Regions from separate parts of the Mus musculus genome. Here region 2 is linked to region 1. The links are chromatin contacts, called in public Micro-C maps. All regions are on one chromosome and are shown on one strand. The core of a region is the stretch at or near the end of the contact, and the rest is flanking DNA. Distances in the headings are between cores, read along the strand shown.

What was found. Hi-C and Micro-C count contacts between places; a contact is called where the count stands out from the background.
Region 2: a Micro-C map of muscle stem cells shows a contact between it and region 1, with 7 times the contacts expected there. The contact joins two enhancer-like sites. A contact is called at or near these places in 10 of 484 Hi-C or Micro-C datasets (the 3T3-L1 cell line, 3T3-L1-derived adipocytes, the C2C12 cell line and 6 more).

The regions. Positions count from the first base shown.
Region 1 is chr7:134,111,761-134,118,742 of GRCm38.p6, reverse strand. The region is part of intron 3 of Adam12 (a disintegrin and metallopeptidase domain 12 (meltrin alpha)); the gene reads left to right. Among named protein-coding and RNA genes, the nearest start is that of Gm51501, 63 kb to the right of the region's middle. Within about 2 kb of position 3,707, at least 79 of the 459 cell types and tissues checked have an H3K27ac peak or open chromatin away from gene starts, as enhancers often do. A contact at or near this core is called in muscle stem cells and stem cell-derived neural progenitor cells, where this site is marked.
Region 2 is chr7:134,204,783-134,211,764 of GRCm38.p6, reverse strand. The region is part of intron 1 of Adam12 (a disintegrin and metallopeptidase domain 12 (meltrin alpha)); the gene reads left to right. Among named protein-coding and RNA genes, the nearest start is that of 5830403F22Rik, 13 kb to the right of the region's middle. Within about 2 kb of position 3,629, at least 13 of the 459 cell types and tissues checked have an H3K27ac peak or open chromatin away from gene starts, as enhancers often do. A contact at or near this core is called in muscle stem cells and stem cell-derived neural progenitor cells, where this site is marked.

The DNA.
Region 1 (6,982 bases), core at 2,458-4,957:
GCCTGAAGAGATGGCTCAGTGGTTAAGAGCAATTGTTTCTCTTGCAAAGAATCCTGCTCAGTTCTAAACACCCACAGGACAGTTCACAACCATGTGTAGCTCCAGTTGCTTTGATATCCTGACTTTCCGACTTGATGTACTACAAAAGTTGAAATAAGCCCTTTCCTCTCCAAATTGCTTTTGGTCGTGGTGCTTATTACAGTGATAGAAACTTAACTAAGATAAGTAAGGAACATACAATATTAATAAATGATGCAACTAAAGTTGCATCTCCAAGTATTTTCATAATGTATGTGTGTCTTCATAAATTTAATATGTGTAAAGACATAAATATGAGAGATGATTTTGGCATCTTCTTACCATGAACTCAGGAGACCACCATGGGGTCATGCCCTTGGCTTTGGAGGATACTGCAGACATTGTCCTTCTAATGTGGTTAGAAGGAGTGGGACTATGGACCTTGGAGGATTCAGCTATGGACAAGGACTCCCAGGTACAAGTATAGGTACAAGGGCTGTAAAAGCAGGCCCTTGGAAAACCACAAAAGTATCTCTTCATGGTCATTACTAGTACAATTCTCCCCACCCAGTGAGCATGCTAGAAGGCTTTTACTATGTGATATTAACTATCTTTCCACCCACCACATCATTTTAACTATCTTTCTTCCCCCACAGCATCCCCATCCTTTTGAGCCTCTCCAGGGTAATTAAAAGAATTCTCGTTTACTTTTCCACTAGCCTAATCTTTGCTTTCTGGACTGGGTTGTTGCAAATCAAAGACACCAGGTCCCCAGAATTGCAGACTTTACCTAATGGGGGTCATTAACAGGGGAGGTCTCCTGCAATGAGAGCCCACAAAGGACAGATGCTAGTCTGGCTCCTGGCTGTGTACCTAGTGTCCAGGACAGATCTAACCACACTGTGGAACTGGGTTAGATTCATGAAAACAGGAGCCTCAACCATCATTGTTTCTAGGTATCCCTTGTACAGATGGAGATTTGAAGATTTGCAGGGGGAAACCAACCCAAAGTCACAATTTGGTGAAGGTGAAATATAAAGTCAGGGGCTCCCAATATTAAACCCAGAGTTGCTATTTGCTAACACGCTGGACTCAGGATTCTACTGTACAGCCTGAGGTCTCTGCATTGGTGTTTTTCCTTTTGTTCATGAGCTCTTGGTCATGTGCTATGGCAGCATTCTGTTAGCCCAATTGGCCGACACAGTTGTTAGCTGTAGCAGTCTTTACTACTTTGTGGGTTCTTTTTTTCCCACCCTTTCTACCATTTAACATTAGATAAGAGAGGAAAAAGGATACGAGGGGAAAGGGCATGGTGGTATCATTAGACTACCTCCTACTGATTATGGTTATGGAGTTCCTTGGGGCAAGTTTGGTCTTCACGACCAGGAAATCTAATTTCTTGTTGTTTCTTCTTTGCACACTACTATTTAACAAACCACAACCAACAGCAACCAACCAACAACCTACCCTGCCTCATGGAGACCTAGCATTTATATACCCTCTGAAAAGTCCCCAGAATTCCAAGCAATTGCAGAAACTATGTGCCTTGTCACTAGCAAAATCACATTCCTGCTGGAGCACTAGGCAAATCATAGTCAACTGCTGCCGACAATCTGAAGCAGCCCCATATCCCACACCTGGGATTAAAATGAAAACATATTCTTATTTCTATGTTTTTCAAAGAAACCAAAACTCCAAAATTCTCACTACAGTCATCTAGATGCTAAGAAGAGAAATCAATTCATCTCCTTTTTCCTGAACTTCATTTTTTTCTCAGAGCGCCCAGCTGATCTGAAGTTAGCAGGGTGAAAACACTGTGGAAGATCAGGAGAAGTACAGCCTCCAGTTGGAAGAGGTGGGAGACTGGACCCTTCCTTGAAGAATATAAATGCTCTGTCAGGTGCCCCATTCCTGCCTGCACCAATTCTTACCTCCATCCCCACCCCACCACACTGACTGGCCAAGGTCCAAAAGGGATATCTGCCACTTTGGTTCAGGTGCCTTATAGACCAGTTTCAGCCTGCCTTGTTATCTTACTGCCAGATTGTGATATTAGGAGACAGCATCATGGGAAATGTGCTTTGGGGGTGGGGGGGGGCTGATGATGAGAAGTTTCCCATGCATTGGAGGCAAATGTGTTTGGGTATTTGTAAATGCAGAGTCAGTTACCATAGACAGCCCCACTTTCTGTTGGGATTTTAAATGTAAGTGTTCTTGGAAGCCTGAACCCTTACTTTTTAAAAGTGAACACTGTGACCACTGACATAGACTATTGATGCAGAAAGAACCTCCCTGGACTTTGCCAGTTCTCTCTGGGATAAAGAGGCTATATTTTGAAGGCAACTGTGTGTTGTAGGGGCAGGAGGAAGCTGAGCCTGAGAACAAGCATGAACTGAACTCAGAACACAATCAAAGTTGTCACCAACCTGCTTCAACTCCTTAGGATAAAAAGTAGCAGGCTGGGTGTGGTTGTTCATGCCTTTAATCCCAGCACTTGGAGGCATGGGCAGATGGACCTCTGTAAATACAAGGCCAACGTGCTCTACAAAGGGAGTTCCAGCACAGCCAGGCTACACAGAGAGAAACCCTGTCTGGAAAAAAAAAAAAAAAGAGCAACATCTCACATCTACAAGCAAGCCTAAGCCAGCTTCTAGCCACCAATACTGTCTCAGTAATTCTAGAAGGAACCTGCCCCAGCCACCACCCAGTACTTGCCTCAGGGCTATCAACCAACGAGGCCACATTGAGGGTCCTATGGAATAAAGTAAGAGCTGGTACAAGACTTTAGAAATGCCCAGACTGATCAAGGCACTCAGTGTGTGCCTCCTCCTGATGCCGCCAGTGACTCTTGACAAGAGCATGTGACACAAGAACCCATGAATTTGTATCTTGCGGAGCTCAAGTCAAAGTGCAGAAAATGTGTCTAATTTACAGTTGTTTTTTTTTCTAGTTGGCACACTTTTAAAGCTGTGTTAGAAGTTACTGAGCATGTCAAGGAGTCCTTCCAGAAAGGAGAAAGTACTCCCCAGAGATGGCAGTGTGTCAAGTAGCTTGACCGTGGCCTGGGAACATGATTGCAAAACAGCTGAGGACCTTTATGCCTAAAGAGTGTGGCTGCTGCGGATGCTCCATGGGAATCCCCGGGACAGTGTGGACTACAGCCCGGCACAAAGCTGGGGAAGTCAGACCAGTGCTGCACAGCAGAATCACTCCAGGCGGACTCTGTTACCTTGTTCACAGGGAGTGCGGGAGGGAAGAAGAGCATCCCTGGGGCCAGGCTTCAGACGGGGCCTAATGCTAAAGAAAACAGTCAGCCACGATGGAGCCCTGGATGTGCTCAGCGGCACTTCTCTCCAACTGTCTGCTTTTCCCTGGCATCAGCTCTGTGCAGTGTATATGACAGCTGTCCCTGTTCTCCAGAGGACACAATGACCAACTGAGTCAATTGATAGGTGATAGCACTAGATCCAGACCCTAACCTGTGACCTGCAGAGTCCAACTTTTTACCCATTCTGAAGATGGAAGCTTATGAAAAGAAGGCAGGGGTCAGGGGATAGGATGCACTGCTTAGGGGAGACCTGGGCCAGGGCCAAGAACTGGGCTGAATCTTCAGCTTGAGCACAGCATGGAGTAGATGAGCTGGTGATGACTCAAGGACATCCTGTCTCCAGGAACAGGATGGGAGCTCTCCAGGGAAGAGAAGTCAGGAATGCTTAGGACCTACCAGTCCTTCCAGAGGCTACTCTCACAGAGCCTGTACAAGCTCAGGCCTGACAGGAACCATGTCTTATCACAGTTTATCCCAGGCTCTCCACTCCTCTTCCCAGTGTCCTGCCATGAGGGAGTCTCCACAGCACAAGCAGGATGGCGTGTGAGGAGACCCTGTCATCCCCACCCCCAAGGGATGTTATCAGTCCAAGTGAATCCAAGAGCTATCTATCAGAAGACCTGTCTGGGGCAGATGTTTCTCAACCCTGCCCCGCTCTGCTGTATAAGAAGCAGATGCCTCATTGTAATCTCCAAGCAGGCTCACTCATGAACAGAGCCACTCGCTGCCTTTCTTCACACAAAGAGAAATCTGGTAATTCCTTTGTGTCTGAGTTCACTGGGTTCCAGCACCACGCTCCCCCTCCAGGAACACCCCTGGGAACAAGAGAAATGATAAACTAGTGGAGATTAAGCTGAAAGGAACGAGTCCCCACCATGAGTCATGAGGACAGAGGACACATTGGCAAGCAGATGAAAACCCTTTGATAGATACCAGTTGTAAAAGCGCGGCCAAACCTAATGCTGAGGAAACTGTGGTGACTCAAAGCATAATGTATGCATCGCCCCCACGCCCTCCTTTTCTCTTTTTTGACCTAAAAAAGAAAAATTGACAAAACAACATATCTTGTGAGGGGGAGTTCCCAGGGACAGCTTAGAGGAAAGGGGAGCTTGAAACAGATTTATGTTCAATCAGAGTGCACAGTTGTTCTATGATGTATTTCCACAATGGCATCAGAATGGTCCTGCCCCGTCTCAAGAAAGCAGCTATGACCAGGCCTCGCTTGCAAGACCTGCCACCTCCCATCTCAGCATGGATAAAGTTGTTCCCCAGAAATGTCCCAGGGAACGGGGGTGGGGCAGAACATCCCAATCACATAAGAGTCTCTGGGGTCAAACCAGATGTCAGGTTTGGTAGCAAGCACCTTTATCTTGCTGAGTCATCTCGTCTCTCCCCAGCCAGAGATACCTCGTGACAACTGTGTGTTAATCTACAATTCTGTCAATAAAGTTTCAGTTAGTGACAATACATTAGTAACGGCTCCATCTAAGCAAGGGTTTTACCCTATAGGAGTCAATCATTTAATTTTCCATTTTTCATTTTTTTTAAAAAGGAAAGAAGAAAAGAAAGAAGGGAAAAAAGAGTTAGAAAAATGTTAAGTGTAAAAGCTTTGAAGAATTAAAAATTCTTTAAAAAATTTTTTTAAGAAAACTTTGATATAACAAGAAGAAAACTAGCTTGCACATTCTCTCCATAACGATGTTTATTATTGGACATTCGACTAGTTTGGACAAATGCCTGCACACCTACCTCACCCTTGCTGACCTCCCAGTAAACATGTGAGCAGAGGGTCGGTCGGCTTCACCCCTGTGGTTGACTCTAGGAAGAGCTGCTTGTTCTCACTCAAATGTTGGTTTACTTAAGTGAAGGTGAGCCTGTGTGAGCAGCAGCTCCCAGGGACATCCTGTAGTCCTCTGGAGCCCAGACCAAGAGCCCCTGTTTATACAATCTGCGATTCCTCTGCAGGAAACTACAGCATCAAAAGACTATAAAGAGCCTGGTGGAAGACAGACCCAGGTCACACGGTGGGATTTGCTTGTTCACTCCCTCCTCCCTGGTGTCTGAGGATAGCCAGCCAGCATGAATATCAAGATGCAGTTCTGCCCTAGACAGACTCTCAGCCTGGGAGTAGATCATGAGTTCTGTTCCAAAAGTGAATAGTCCAGACAAGTGGGACTGTGTCTTTTATACTAGCAAAGTGCTGTTGGCTCAAAAATGCTTAATCAATGAAGCCATGAATTCAAAGTTGCATTTGGAGCACTTTACATTGACCTTGGGTCAAAGGTAAAGACAGCATGGCTTTCTAAGGCCTTCTAAGGCTCTTTGACAGGCGCTCCCCATCCATCCACTACTGACTCCAACTTGGACAATTCTGTTTCCAGTTTCCAGTAGGAAAGGAAGTGCTTGCCATTGACCCTTGTGGCTGGTGAGTGTGGCTTGATTTTAGGAGGAAAATTAATTACAGAGTAAAACTATATCATCCAGAACTAGGTGCCGTCAAGAGGATAAGAACATTTTAACCCGAGAAGACAAGACTAGGGAGAAAGTCAAGCAGTGTAGCCCTGGGAAAGAATCTTGGCTTTCTTATCCCTTGATTTCTCTAACTATAATAGGGGTAGTTGAGTGTCCCATGAAAGGTCTAGAATTAAAATAGGCAGATACCTGCAAAGCATTTACAACAAGAACATGGTATTGATGGGTAATGTTAAAGGGTTATAGCCTCTGCCTCAGAAACACTAGATGGGACTACAGAGATAGCTCAGTCAAGCATTTGCCTTGCAAGCATGAGGCTCCCCAAGCCCCACATTTTTGAAGAAACAGGAGGTGGTACTCATTGTAATCCCAGGGCTGGGTAAGAAGAAGCATGTTGGTTCCTGAGGCTTTGCAGACTAAGCTGTTTTATAAGTTCGAGGACCATGAGAGGAATTAACTTTTTTTTTTTAAAAAAAGTAATTAATAACTGAGAAATGACAGCTAAGGGGTTTCTCTCAATTCCACACACACATGTACTCATGCAAGCACATGCATGTGCAGATGAGAGAGAAATTTACTAAGTGTCTTTGATTGCTAGTGAGCCTATCAGGGCAGAAAAACCTTTCTGCTTGACCAGACCTGGGAATGGAAACAACAGATAGGGAAACCAAGTTATCACAGTACTTGTGCAAGAGTTGGGCTGCCTCAGAAGGGTGAGGCCTGCATTACAGAGGACCCATAGGGAGGGAACCATGTGCATCTCTAGCGTATGAGTGTTACAGCAGACTCAGAACAGTGGGCAAGGGCAGTGTTTTAGCTATTTTCTTTATTACTATGATAAAATAGCTGACAAAAGCTGAAGAAGGAAAGGTTGTTTTTTGGCTCACAGTTGAAAGTACAGTTCATGGCAGCAGGGATCATCTGGGAGTCCTCAGGAAGCAGAGGCAGTGGATGCCATTACTTGGTTCGATTTCTCTTATTTAGTCCGAGACTCCAACCAATGGAATGGTACTACCCATGCTTAGAGTGTGTCTTTCCATCTCGATTAACCCAATGTAGAAAATTCCTCACAAACATGCCCAAAGATCTGCCTTCAAGGTGACTCTAGAGCCTGTCACGTTGACCAACAGCATAAACCACTGCAGACAGAAACAGCCATTTACT
Region 2 (6,982 bases), core at 2,380-4,879, 93 kb before region 1:
CTTCCGAGTTTTCGTTATCACTATTGCTTGGTAATTCAGTTCTGCTCTTTTAAAACATATGCTACTTTTTATAATTGATCATCACTGTTAACACAGGATTTAGAATCTTCCAGGACAGTGGTTCTCAACCTTCCTAATAATGTGACACTTTAATATCATTTCTCATGTTGTGATCACCTCCAACCATAAAATTATGTTCATTGCTACTTCATAACTGCAATTTTGCTACTCTTATGACTCATAGTGTCAATATCTGATATGAAGGATATCTGACATATAATCTCTGTGAAAGGATCATTTAACCCCTGAAGGGGCTGTGGCCCACAGGTTGGTTCTTGGAGAATCACCCATGTGATGTGAGGTGTATCCAGACAGGGTTAACTGAGGAGGAAAGGATCGCTGAAGTGGACGGTACCATCCCACAACCTGGGGACCATGGTTAAATAAAAGGGAGAAAAGCAGGAAGACAGCTGAGCGCCCGCCACGACTCGCCCATCTCTGCTCCCTGAGATGTGAGAGACATTGGCTTCCCTCTCTCACAACCGTGGGCTGTTCCTATCCCCATGGCTTCTCTGACACTGCAAACTGTGAGCCAAAATGGCCACCTGTCCCCTAAGTTGCATTTCCTAAGTGTTTTTTGTCACAGCAACAGGCAGAGTAACTAATGTATTCTTCAAACTGCTGGACGTGGGAGAACTTTAGAGATGCAACAGTCCTTATGAGCTCTTCATACAGAAAGAAGACCCAGGATCAATTCCCGGATCCCACGCCAGGAAGCTGAAAGTCACCTATTACTCCAATTCTAGAGAATCTGATGCTTTCTTCTGGCCTACAAGGACATCTGTATGCATGTAGCGTTGTCTGTCTGTCTGTCTGTCTGTCTGTCTGTCTTTCTGTCTTTAACTTTAAAACAATGCAGTGGGGCCATAAGAGACTCTGGTCTGGTGTTGTCATCCAACACTTAGATTGGCTCATCCAATATAACCAAATCTTCTCTGCTGCTGCATTCAGCTCACTCCTTCTTAAAGCTGTCTTCCACTGAGAGTCTCTGATGAACAAACTGTGTTTGCTGTCCCCAAAGATGCCCATTGTAACTCTCTCACAGGCTTACCTCTGTGTTGAATTCTAGATGGACAGTTGTTTCCCTCAGGCAAGTAGAGATCCCCTGGTGTATCCCAGCCTTCCCTGACGTGGCATTGGTCTCTTTAGAGTAACAGTTATTTGTTGGATCTGTCTTTTTATCTAGATATGTCAGTTTTTCATTGTTGGTCTGTATTTTTACATGTGTGTGCACATGTTTCTATAATCTTGTCAATATGAATTTGTGTTAGTGTATGGCTGAAAAGGAATAATTTCTATTTATCATTTATACCTGGCTTTATGTCACTACCACACCCATGGTCTTTCTAACCCCCCTTTTTCCTCTTCTCTTTCTTTTTTTTCATTCACGTATGTTTCTTCCTTCTCCTTTGTCTTCTTGTGGTACTCAGGATTGAACCTAGGGCCTCAGACATACTCACAAAGGTACTGCCACTTTACATCCCAAGCTGTCTTTGGCTGAATAAGGTAGACTCTTATTAAGTTGATTAACCTGACCTTGAACTCACTCCATAGCTCAGACAGATATTGAACCTGTGATTCCCCCTTCCTTAACTGCCCAGGTAAATGGGATTAAGACCTATACCAGCAGGCCTGGATTGCCTGAGTTTCTTGAATCCAGACCATGATAAAGATGATTAACCTTCATCCTTCCCTTTATTACCTGATTTGAAACTCTTTTTTGCCATTGGACCTTGTTAGTCAGTGACCCTGTTCATAGCTTCTGCTTATACCTTGATCTTTCTTTACCTTCTTTTTATTACAGGTAACATGTCTAAGACTAGATTTGATCTTCCCAATTCTCCTTTTAGCTGTGCCTAGTTGACTGTCTGGACTACTTATTGACTCACTTTATGTTTCCCGATGTTTTTTAAATGTTCATTTGTGAAAGCTTCATTTTGTTCTTCAAACTCGCTAGATACATTTTGAAGTGATAACTCGTTCATTTCATTGAGGTTGCCTTCAAGCTCTTCCCGTCTTTAGGTATACGATATTGTCATTCCCTCCAGATTGTTTCACTGGCCAATTCCCAGAACCTCAAGAGCTTAGAGTAAAATCTTATTTTTCTTTATTATCACAGCTCATCTCTTTCAGAGGTTTCTGCTTTCCCTTTCTCAGCCCTCTTCTCCTGTACACTATGAGCCATGCTGTAAATTCAGGAACTTTCCTGTAGAGCAGAGATTGTTTAAGACTAACAGGTTCCTGGGTGTTCACTTGTCTGAAGCCATTCTTGCACACTATTCCCCAACTTGGAACTTTTATACCACATGTTTATTGTAAGCTTGTTCTGTACGCCCAAGTGGCAAAGACATGAAGTTCTGAGTCCCTAGTGTAAGTGAGGGCACAGTGAAGCCACAGAACTAAACCACTCTGTAGGTAAAAAAAAAATAAAATAAAAAATAAAAAGGTTTATTGGGGATCAAACTGCCACTGCTGTCTCTCCAGGATCAGAAAGGACAGGAAAAAGGTAGGAAAGATTTGCCTATTTTAAGAGAGGCATGCGAGCTAGAACAGCTTGTGGTATGGGTAAGAACAGCCTGAGAACTAGTGTGGAGACTTAGGTCTGTTACAGGCTTGCTTGTGTCAATCAGAAGTTCAATGCTCACTGGAGGAGGTAGTTGGCTGAACAGGGTAAATAGGGGTAATGCTGGCTTTAGGTGGCAATCCTTCTCTTTACCTGGTCAGCCTGCAGCCTGAGCCGAGCCCAGACTGGCAGTCAGGACATTGTCAGCAGTGCTGGTATTTTTTTGAGCCTGCTATCTAAAACTCAACAGATATGGGGGTGAAAATAAGTGACTTGAGAGATTGCAGGTTCCCTGAGAAACTTAGTTGTTTTTATAACCCCCAAGTTATAAAAACTTGGGAAGGACAGCCCTTCAAGGATCTGTTTAGATTTTTGTTTTTAATGGGGAGATTGTGGTGTCAGGGATGGAAGCCAGGGCTTCATATGCTAGGCAAGCACTGTGCCCAACACTAAACCCCTAATCCAGGCCCTGGTTTTAGTCAAGTGTCTTAGCTGTCAATCTCCTCTGTGTTCAAGTCATACTTCTGTCATGACTGGAGTTGGGCCAGTATCCACCAGACCTCCTGGCTTCCAAGGTATTGAAGTGTCCGAATGTCTTTGCTTAGAATTCCTTTAATTCCCTCTAATTCTCTTCCTTTTCTCTCAAGTTCAGTTATATGGGTCCTTCAATGTGGGTGTCACGTTTAACATTTGCATGTGTTTCAGTGGCAAGTCCTCTTCGGGGTCACCATGTTTTCCGAGCCAGCAGGCCGCATATGAATCAACACGTTTCCTTCCTGCACACTGTGATCCAAGAGTTGGGCTAGGAGCTGGGGGTTACCATGGTGTGAAAACCAGACGCAGGCTCTCACCTCGGAGCATGTAGAGCATGCGAATCCTAGGGATGTGCTGAAAGAAACTGAACCCGCTCCAGGGGGACCGGGTCTCAGCTTCCAGTCCTGAGAATATTCATCAGGAAATCAGGCAGCTGCTCTCCCGTTGGCAGGTCATTCTTTGCCTTGGCAGCTGCAGGGGTGGATGTGCAAATGATGGGGCCAAGCTAAGCTGTGGGCGAGGACATCAGCTGTTCCCATCCTCTCCTGGCAGGGGCAAACGGAGAACAGCTGGGGAACCAGTCAGACATGAACTCCTCCGGAAGCTGCCTCTCCGCCAGCAGAGGTGTCAACAGAATTCCTCTTGCCTGCACCTTCTGGGAGCACACACTAGATTTTTTCCCCCATGCTTATTGATTTTGATAAGGGGAGGGTTATACGGCGGAGCATGACGATGGCGCAGATGCTCATCTGGATATCTCTGCAACTTTTGGAATGGATTCTGTGATGTCACATCAATGTAATTCTCCACTCATTTACTACCTAGGGGATGGAGAGCAATCACCTAAATGACACCAAAATTTTGATGACTCGTTAACTTGATCCCCCAAGCTTTATGCCACCTCTTCATGGGGGAACTCGTGTTCCTTGAGCGCCATTAATTCATGGGAAGTTCTGTTCCTCTCTTATTTCCCTCTGCCAGTTTGTCCTCATGAATCTCACTGTCTTTTTGCCTGCTTCTCCACTCTGCTTGCTACCAGGAGAAGCTTTTCATTTGACTTTCTTCTCGTCCCATCTCAGGTCCAAGCCACTGGTTACAGAGGATCAAACAAGACAGCAATTTGCTAAGAGGGCAGGAAGAAGGATGAGATGAGAAATAGTTTTGTTTTGTTTTTAAAACAAAACAAAACAAAACAAAACAAAAAACAAGCTAAGACTATGTATTCAGACATATATGACACCTCCTTAATGTACCTTTATCTCCCAAGGATATCAAGGACAGAAAATAAGGACCTGTATTTCATCTGTCTCCTCTTGGGTCACACCTGGGTAGATGTAGTGCGTCAAGGGGGCTGATAATTCTCCCACTTTATGGTTATGAAAATGACAGGTGGCTTGAATCAAGTGCCAGAATATGGACATCTGTGTGGCTCTGTGAAGGAACCTAGGAAATCTTTTATTTTGGATATATTTTATTTTTCACCACTAAGGAATGGAAAGGTAGTCCCCTTCCTGGGCTATGGTAAGCACTGAATGAAGAAATACACATTCCTTTCAAATTGTACAGAGAGGCACGGCTACCACTGCTCACTCGATGGTTTGAGTTTAGCCTCCCACCCCACCCCCACCTCAGAAGGCCTAAGTTCTAGGTTCTATGAGCTACCATCCCATCCTAAGTCTAATGAATGGTTGTCAGTGTTGTTCCCAAAATACAAGATGGGGCATCAAAGGTGCAGGGGTGTTTCTCTTTCCTTCTATATCTTAGATCTCATGTTCCAGTGTTTATGCTTTTGGGCTTAGAATTAGGGATATCTCTCTATAACCCAGGAAGGTAGTGCCAATTCTCCCTAGGCACTTTCCATAGCTCTGGCTGTTCTGGAACTCACTATGTAGATCAGGCTGGCCTCAAGCTCACAGAGATTTGCCTGCCTCTGCCTCCTAAGTGCTGGGATTAAAGATGTGTGCCACCAAGCCTTTCTTCTGGTCTTGTTGACTTACAGCTAAAAGGATAAAGATGTATTTCCTTCTATGCCACTGTGTGAATATCATGGGTTGGGTAGAAGGGACACTTAAAGGGGAAGAGCCAAGGTAGACCAAGGCAGGGTCATGGCTTTTCCAAGCCTTCAGCTCCCAATGGGCCTTCGGGAAAGAACTTGGAGAGGAAGAGGGTTAGGAGTAGGATGGGGGAGTAGATAGAGCTTAAATTGTTCATCAAGGTTTTGGGTGGGTGTGGCTAGAAGCGACTGTTTAGGTAAGAATCTTTCATGCTTTTGTGGACGAAACAGCACCCAGCCTCCCCGCTCTCATGCCAATCACCTGGCAGAGCACAGGACATCAAGAGTGCAGCTCATTTGAGGCTCTGGGACTTTGCTCTTCAGAATTCTACAGGTCTAAAACAGTTTCAAACATTCTAGAATTTGAAGGATTTCAACCCCAAGACCAAAAAGTGTTACTTTCCCACCCAGAAAGGCAGTCAGTTGAGCATGCGCCCTGCTGTCGAGATGGTTTTTGTCTGAACTGTTCTTCCTTTGTTAGTTCCAGCCACCTCTGTTTTAAGTGGCTTTAAAAAAAAAATCCAATTAGAGAAGGGGACGCTTCCCTTGGGTACCACTCCACTCTAGGATATCTAGCCCCACCCTCTCTTCTCTGAGGAGGGTCCTGTAAGGGCAGGGCCCGGAGGAGAGGTTGGGGATGTGTTATTGGGATGTAAAGTGAATAAATAATTGATAAATTATTGGGGGGAAAACCCACTCAGTCTTAGTCCAACACACCTGATTGAACCTCAGAGCTCCTTTTAAGACAGAAAGCTAAACTGAAGATTTTGTACTTATAGTACAGCCATGTTTCTAAAAGTTGATTGCTGTTACCTGGTAGGAAAGAATTAAAGCTTTGCTTGTGCTATTTCAATGAGCCAGTCCTGTTTGGAGAGTGTGGCCTCATTCTCGGCTCATCCTCTACTACCCCGCCCCAGGGAGGCAGGAGCCACAGTCAACTGCCTTCCTCCTGGGAAGCCAAGGCTGGAACTTTAAGATGTGCAGGGTCTTCAGCCTGGTAGGAAATGCAGCTGCCACCGAATGTGCGAATCCCTCTGCCCAGGAGGAAGGCAGAGTAGGGCTTAGGCTGGTCACAGCAGTTGTGGTGCTGCTGGCTGGCACTTTCACTCACATTCAGCAAGTGCTGGGAGAAGCCCTTTGAAGAAAGCAGCACATCAAAATGTGCCCAGAGTCCCTGGAAGTGTGGCATCTGAAGTGTGGCATCCGTTATGCACATGGAGACGCTTAAGCGTGGAGAACTTGGGATCTGACTTCGCTACTGCAGCTGCAAATCAAATACGGTTTAATGGTTGATTTCAGAGCACACTGGGCTGACAGGGTGGGAGCCATGATCTTCAGACTCCAACTTTTACCCGGCTTCCACTTCTGATTATTCTGGGAAGCCCACAAAGGAGACAGCTACTGTTTCAAGAAGGACACCCGAGTACAATAAGACTTTAATCTTTCACTCCGAGGGTCCTAGGACTTAGCTTGTGGGTCCTGACATTGAAAATCCATTTTTAGGATTTATAGAAACCCTTTGTTTCTATACTAAAGATTCATATGAGCTTATCAGCTCAACTGTTTTCTTTACAGGGAAACTTATTGCATGACAAGTTCAATTTCTGACTCTATTTATTCTCGTGAGTGGATGCAAGATGCAGCCTGACAACTTTCACCCACATCAGAACATTGATAAAAGTTATAATGTACATACATGGGAATACCACTTATTTCACATCGGCACTTGATTATGCTCTCATGACAAAGAGCTAGCCATGGCTTCTCTTGCA